Linked DNA regions of Mus musculus: region 2 is linked to region 1. A link is a contact called in public HiChIP or PLAC-seq data. All regions are on one chromosome and are shown on one strand. The core of a region is the stretch at or near the end of the contact, and the rest is flanking DNA. Distances in the headings are between cores, read along the strand shown. Region 1 has its middle 31 kb from the start of Nudt4. Region 2 has its middle 49 kb from the start of Gm47708.

Region 1 (3,709 bases), core at 708-3,207:
GAGTTCGTGTGTGTGTGTGTGTGTGTGTGTGTGTGTGTGTGTGTGTGTGTGAGGTGTGACATCTATCCTATATATATGTCAGAAAGTTGGAAGGGACTCTGTTGGAGTGAAATGTGAAGGAAGTTGGGGTGGAGAAATGGGGGGGGCAGGTTGATATGATCATGTCTCATTGTATATGTGTATGAATTTCTCAAGAATAAAGAAAAATTAAAACAAAGAAGAAGAACAGTGATTAGTGTTGGCCTGGGAAGACTGTCATGAAGAATGAAATGTTCGTGTATTACGATGTCTAACCCAGCCAAGTGTGCACACTGGTAAACCTAGCTCTTGGGACGCTGACGAAGAGCCTGCAAACCTGAGGCTAACCTGGGCTATCTATACACTGAATACCAGGCCAGCCTAGGCTATTTATACCCTGAATACCAGGCCAGCCTAGGCTATCTATACACTGAATACCACCAGGCCAGCCTAGACTATCTATACATTGAATAGCAGACCAGCCTGGGCTATCTATATATTGATACTGGGCCAACCAAAGCTACACAATAAGATTGATTTTTTTCCCCAAAGGAAACATCAAACATAAAATGTGTAGCCCTATAATAAAGTAAAATTTTCATTTTCCTTTATTCTCCCCACACATACCCCATCATCCTTCACCCAGCCCCCTTCCTTTTTTCTTTCTTTTCAGTATTTTTATTTATTTTTTTCTTTGTCAATTTTACACATGCACAATAGATCTTGATCAAATTCCTGCCTTTCCCACTGCATGTCTTCATATATACACATATACACAGTGTATGTGTGTGTGTGTGTGTGTGTGTGTGTGTGTGTGTGTGTGTGTAACACCTACTGAGTCCAAGTCCAACTCAGTTTGCTTGACTTGGGGTGGAGGCTGGAATGTAGGCCAGGCTGGCCTCAAGCTGAAGCTGACCCTGAACTCCTGTTGTCTCCCTTTACTTCCTGAGTGTTGGCTACAGACAAGCACTATCACTCCCAGCTCCTGCGGTGTTTTGTTTTGTTTTGTTTACTCAATAGCCAGCAGAACAGAGCCTGCCCTTCCCCCAACACCTGTGGAAAACAGGCCACCGCTCGCAGGGCTCTATCCAAAACAGGCTGAGAAAATAGCACAACCTGCCTGCCTCTGCAGAATCCACCTACTTTCTCAATAAATATTTACTCAGCCCCTACTGTGTGCTCTGGAACATTATCTTCTCTGTGGATCCTAGGGCCTCCTTTATCTCTCTAGTCCCCTCCTTACCAACCCAACAGGAGTCCCGCTTACAATCTATTCACTGTCCTTCAGCCAGGGTCCCAACCCTGTCCTCCAGAAGGGACTATTGTCCTCCCGGCTCTGGCTTTCCCTCTTTCTTTGAAGCTTAATTTCAATGTCCTTAATCTGTTCATTGTTCCAGCTCCTCTCCTGCTGTCTCTCTTTGCTAATGTCTGACCTCAGCTAACTGGCACAACAGCCTCTGAATAGAGCAAACGGGATTGAAGGAATGTAACCTATTTGCCTGAGATGATCTAACCAGCGAGTGCTCAGAGTGAGCCAGTTCTATACCGTAGTCATTGTACTAATAACAGGAAGCCCTTGAAATTGAGGTGACAGGAAAGCTGCGGTATTAGTAATGATTGGGGGCTAAAAACTGACTATGAGGGCCTGGGGATAGAGCCTAGTTCTTCCCTAGCATGTGCAAGGAAGGCCCTTGGTTCAACCTTCAATCACATGCGCGCGCGCGCGCACACACACACACACACACACACACACACACACACACACACACAAGGAATAGATGCGGTAGGGTAGGAAGTCATTGGAATAGGAAAACATTTGGATTTGTAATCAACCAGAAGACACACCTGTGTCTCTGAGGAGAGGCTTACCTGTGTTTCCAGAGAGGCTTAACTAAGGGAGGGAGAACCACCCTGAATATGCGTGGCACTACCCTTTGGACTTGAGTCTCGGGCTGATAAAAGGAGACCGGTCCAGGAGCCGCATCCCAGTCCTAATACCATGCCTTCTCACTGTGACAGGATGCACCCTCAGATTGCAAAACAGATAAAACCTTAAGTCGCTTTTGCTGAGTTTTTTAATCACATCAATGAGAAAAGTACAGACTCCAAGGCCAGATACTGGAAAAAAATCATAAAAGAGGGCTGGAGAGATGGTTTGCTCAGGGTTAAGAGCACTGGCTGCTCTTCCAAAGGTCAGGGGTTCAATTCCCAGTACCTACATGGTGGTTCACAACTGTCTATAATTGCAGTTTCAGGGGATCTGACACCTTGGAGGCAGAACTCCAATGCACATTAAAAATAAACAAACAAACAAGCCTAAAGAAGAAAAAGCATGAACGAACGCATGGCCCATCGGGAAGATGAATCTGGAGCTAAAAATCTTTACAGAATGAGGGATTGTTGTGAGAGAAAGCTACTACTTACTACTGGGAGCTAGTTGACCTTGGGCGGGGGGGGGGGGGGGGCAAAACATAGTAGGGGAAATATTCTGGAAGCCATAATGAAGATACCCACTTATTTACAAACCCATCATTTAAGGAGTGTAGAAGAAGAAATGCACCCCTCCACCCCCCAGCTCGCACACACCACTAAGTGTTCCCCGAGATAGCCAGGTCTCCATTGTGGAAAGATCAGCACAAGAGTGTCTGGGAATGTCCGTTGCTGTGAGGAAGCTGCTGAGGCCCCTCCACGCAGTGACCGGAAGCACACTGCTGCTCTCGGAAAGGACCCGAGTTTGGTTCCCTAGCATCCACATCAAGCAATTCCAAACGTCTTAGAACTCTAGCTGCATGGAGATCTGATGCTGAGCGACATCTCGGCTAGGCTCAGCCCCACAGTTACCTGGCAACAGCCAGGTGTGCGGGACTCACTATAAAAGGGGCTGCTTGCCCTATCCTCACTCTCTTGCTCTCTTCTCTTCTCCTCTTGCTCCCTTACCCCATCCTCCCCCACGTGCTCCTGGCGGGCCTCTCCTCCTCCTCCTCCTCCTCCTCCTCCTCCTCCTCTTCCTCCTCCTCCTCCTCCTCCTTTCTCTCTCTCTCTCTCTGCCTTTGTCTCTACTACCCCCTCAACTTCCCTTCCCATGCCCTAAATAAACTCTATTCTATACTATACCATCGTGTAGTTGGTCCCTCAGGGGGAAGGGATGCCTCAGCATGGGCCCGCAGAGGCACCCCTTTCCCCCATACTATACTGCACCTCCACCAAACATATTCCTTCCTTCTTATCTTTTTATAAAACAGAACACACATACCCACACCCAGACATACATGTCGTTAAAAATAAAGTCTTGGGAGCTGGAGAGATGGCTCAGCAGTTAAAAGCACTGACTACTCTTTCAGAGGTCCTGAGTTCGATTCCCAGTATATGGTGGCTCATAACCATCTGTAATGGGATCTGATGCCCTCTTTTAGTGTGTCTGAAGACAGTTATGGAGTATTCTTACAAACAAAACAAATACATCATTTTTGAAAAATGTCTTTAAAAAGAAAGAAAGCTATTGGGATAACGAGATAAGGAGATGTATAAGGCCATGTGAGGATCAGACTCCAGTGTTCGGCAGTGACCTTGGTTGGGATGAACAGAAAGAAAGGACATGATGGGATTGGTCCCCAGATCCAGGGCAGAGGGCAGCGCTATACAACTGTGGAATGTGAGAAGTGGGATGCTTCAAGGCAGCTGTGAACTCATA
Region 2 (3,709 bases), core at 771-3,270, 86 kb before region 1:
CAACAGGGCTACAGCAGCAGTTCCAAGCATCGGCTCCTCCAACCACATTCTGAATCAGCTGGCTGTGGAGGTGGGGGGAGGGGAGCGCAGGAAATCATTAAACAGACATTCCACTTTTCATTGACTGGAAACGAGTCACACAGCGACCACAGATGCAGACCGAATAACGAGGCCTTGCTTTTAACTGAAAGGAAGAGAAGCTGCTGACTAATGGCTTTGGGTGTCCAGCCGACCTGTCGACCACTTCACCGTTTAACAGTTACGCATGTTCACTACTATGCTTATCCATTGATTTGTTCACTCTTCCTTTTAACATCCATCCATTTTTAGTTTAATTGGCTTATATCTAAAATATAACCATTAGTAATTCATATATATGCATGGACATATATATGATTTAGTGTGTATTTATAGGTGTGTTCACATGTGCTTGCATGCACACACACATACAAATACCAGGAAACAATTTTCTGGGGTCTGTTCTGTCTTTCTACCATGTGAGTCCCAGGGACTGAACTCAGGGCATCAGGCTTAGCAGCAAGCCCCTTTACCCACTGAGCCCTCTCACCTGCCCTCGTCCATCTTCACATCGACACTGACCCCTCATTCCTGAGAGGAAAACTGACAAAATAACTGCTTATTACAACTTCCCTTTGTGTTCCCCGTGTCCCACGTCTTCACCCTATGTCATCTGTTCCTCTTTCTCCCGGCCTGATCTCACCCAGGCAAAAGGAAAATGTGTCCTTTGAAGATTTCCAATCATCAAACACTGTGTGACTTTGTCCATGAGACACCTGGAAACACTACACTGCCTTGGGCATGTAAGTTAAACACTGAGCTGTGCCGTGCTTCTCCAGCTGAAAAGTTAAAGCCACTTGGGACACAAGGCCAAGCACCTTTGCACCTGAGTCTTTGAGGGGACGCTGCCTGGGCTCATGGTGTTCTTTCCGTAACAACTTTAGTAAGTGTAGCTTCCTGTGGACATGGGTACTGCAGCTGGCAAGCCCCTGCTCTGGTCTTCAGCAGGCTTCTCTAAAGACACGAGGTCTCAGGGGAAGATATATATATACATATATGTATGTATGTATATATGTATGTGTATATGTGTATATGTATATATGTATATATACACATGTGTGTATGTGTATATAAAATAACAATTTATATATAAATACTATACATTATTTATAAATTATGTATAGTATTTATATATAAATAATTTATTTTATATGTAAAATATGTTGTCTATTATTTTAATATATAATATACATTTTATATATAAAAATTATACACACACACACACATATATGCTTACCCTTGTCTCTCCCTGATCCCAGACCTACCCCAGCCATTAGCCACAATACCTCAAGATCTGTGCTTCCATCCAGGAAGCATGGGAAGCAATGGGGTCAGGGACAGCATTTATAGGGAGTCTGTGTGATCACTTCAGTTATCAGAAGGAAGTGGTTTGCGTCAACATGTCTTAGTAGCTAGTGTTGGTTTAGACTTTGGAAATCTAACCCCAAGTGGTTTATTTTAGGCATATTTCAGTGTAGCACAGTTTGGTGAGATCTTCCTGGTGATAATTAATTCAATCCCACAAGCTCAGTAAAGCTTAAGATGTGAATGCATCAAGATTCGTTGTAAAGTACATATAACGCCTGTTAAAGCGTGGGCTTTTCTATGCCTGACCTTGCTCTGAATAAATGACACAGAGACCTTTATATTATTTAACAAGCTTCAGGTACTATAGTTGGGCAGAGTTTAAGCTATTCTACCCTGATAATGCTGGTCTTGCCTACTTTCCAGCCATATGGCGCCTTACCTGCCAGTTTTTGGTCTCTCCCTGGCCTTCATTTGTGTCCCAATAGCGACTCACCAGGTCCCACCTGAGATCTTCTCCCCTCCCCACCCCCTCACGGAAGTCCCGCCTCTCCTGCCCAGTTATAAGCTGTTACGCTCTATATTAACCAATCAGAAGGTGATGGAAAGCAATATCTTACAAAATAGCGAATCAGGAAATGCTCCATAATAATGACAGTTCCAAAGTCCAGACAGCCACCAGGTCTCTAGATACTGACATCAGCATTTAATACACCGTGCACAAAAACATCCCACAGACAACTTTCCACAAAGTTCCGCAGAGTGACAACCTCACAGTAAGGGCCGGATCCAGTGTGGTCGCAGCCACACAGACAGCACACAGGTCACCAAGCTCTTAGCCATTTCCAGTCCCAGCCTTCTGGGCAGATTGCAGGCTATCCACTTTTCCCTTTGAAGGGTCAACTCGTATGATGAACATCCAGGTCCCCTAACGCTTGTCGGTGAGCGCAAAGACCTCCGTGCCTCCGACAGGCACCCACCCCGGGAGAGACGGAGGCTGCTCTAACGTGTAACTCTTCACCTTGGCAAAGTCGAGCCTTGCCATTCTCCCAGAATCTAAATATAGGCAGATTGTTAAATGAACCCGAAGCTCTCCACAGCTTCCTTTTGGGTTTTAATTCAGCCATTGGCCAACAACGATCACCTCAAAGGCTAGCCCGCCCCTCTCCCTCTCCAGAGGTCAGAGGAGAGGGTAAGGCTGAAAGTCCAAGTTGTTGCTTCACTTGGCTGTTTCCCTTGGCAACCAGCCTCTGTCTGAAGACTACCCAAGAGGCCCTAAACATCAGAAATCCCGTTAGCATCCAAAAGTCACATCATTTCTGAGAACTGACACGCGGTTTGGTGTAGCTGTATGCCAGGAAGTGGGATACAGACCAAAATATCCATATTTTTTTTTCTACTATGTCAAATCTGCTCACATTCTAAAAAGCCGTAACGATGTCATTTCCAAAGGAGGGGCCGTCCTTCTACACACAACTCCCCTCACGGCGATTGCAAGTTCTTACTATCTATTTTTAAATATCTGTGCACAGAAAAGGAAACAAAATACGAGAAGCACTTCACAGATCCAGACGCGCTTGTCTGGGTTTGGGTCGCTTAGCTGTTTTGGAAAGCTGTTCCCACAGCCCTGAGCAGTAACAGCCAATTGTATAGTTGCCCACAGCAACCCCAAAAGGTTAGGACCATAGCCTCGCTGAGAAGGAGCCGGGACTTATGCCCAAAGTAGAAACATTAAATAGGAGGAGGGTCCTGAAGGAATATTTTGGTCATTGCCAAAGAAATAAAAAGGATGACCTCTCCCCACATACACACTGAAAATTAGATTAAACCAGATGAGAACAGTAGATGTGTTCCCCAGGGCCAAGAAGAGAGAATGTCCTTGGTGGTTAGGGCATGAAGGCTAAGGAATCTGCAAGGGAGATGGGTTGTCTATTGGCCTTCCTTTGGGGTGTGTGGGACAATTTTAGAGTATTGAAAGCTACTTCGTGTATCTGGCCTCCTTTAGCGAGCAATCAAATGTCACCAATCCTTGCTACAATCTTTCTTCCTGTGGTTTCCACTCACCCTGGCCCCAAAATTGTACATAAAAAAAGAAAAAAAAAACCTGCTGAAATAAATGATTCGTACGTTTTCAATAATTTCTATATAGCACGTTGGCATGTGTTCTATTTTACAATGAAATGGTTTAAATAGTAATAATTCGCCAGAGCATATTCCCCAGGGTGAGTTGCACAGTCTGTCAGGGCAGGGGAGGCTAGAGGAGTTGGTCGCAGTATGAGCAGTGTGACTTCTCACATCACGGGGGACCTGAAAGTGGGGTACTAGA

What was found. HiChIP or PLAC-seq counts read pairs in DNA pulled down with a chosen protein or histone mark.
Region 2: an H3K27ac HiChIP or PLAC-seq map of embryonic stem cells shows a contact between it and region 1, with 6 read pairs. The contact joins two enhancer-like sites. A contact is called at or near these places in 1 of 39 promoter capture datasets (embryonic stem cells), 1 of 484 Hi-C or Micro-C datasets (uterus), 4 of 115 datasets of contacts at active chromatin or transcription factors (embryonic stem cells and stem cell-derived neural progenitor cells) and 1 of 9 other capture datasets (adipose tissue).

The regions. Positions count from the first base shown.
Region 1 is chr10:95,593,764-95,597,472 of GRCm38.p6, reverse strand. No RefSeq gene overlaps it. Among named protein-coding and RNA genes, the nearest start is that of Nudt4, 31 kb to the right of the region's middle. Within about 2 kb of position 1,957, at least 40 of the 459 cell types and tissues checked have an H3K27ac peak or open chromatin away from gene starts, as enhancers often do. A contact at or near this core is called in embryonic stem cells, where this site is marked.
Region 2 is chr10:95,679,487-95,683,195 of GRCm38.p6, reverse strand. No RefSeq gene overlaps it. Among named protein-coding and RNA genes, the nearest start is that of Gm47708, 49 kb to the left of the region's middle. Within about 2 kb of position 2,020, at least 89 of the 459 cell types and tissues checked have an H3K27ac peak or open chromatin away from gene starts, as enhancers often do. A contact at or near this core is called in embryonic stem cells, where this site is marked.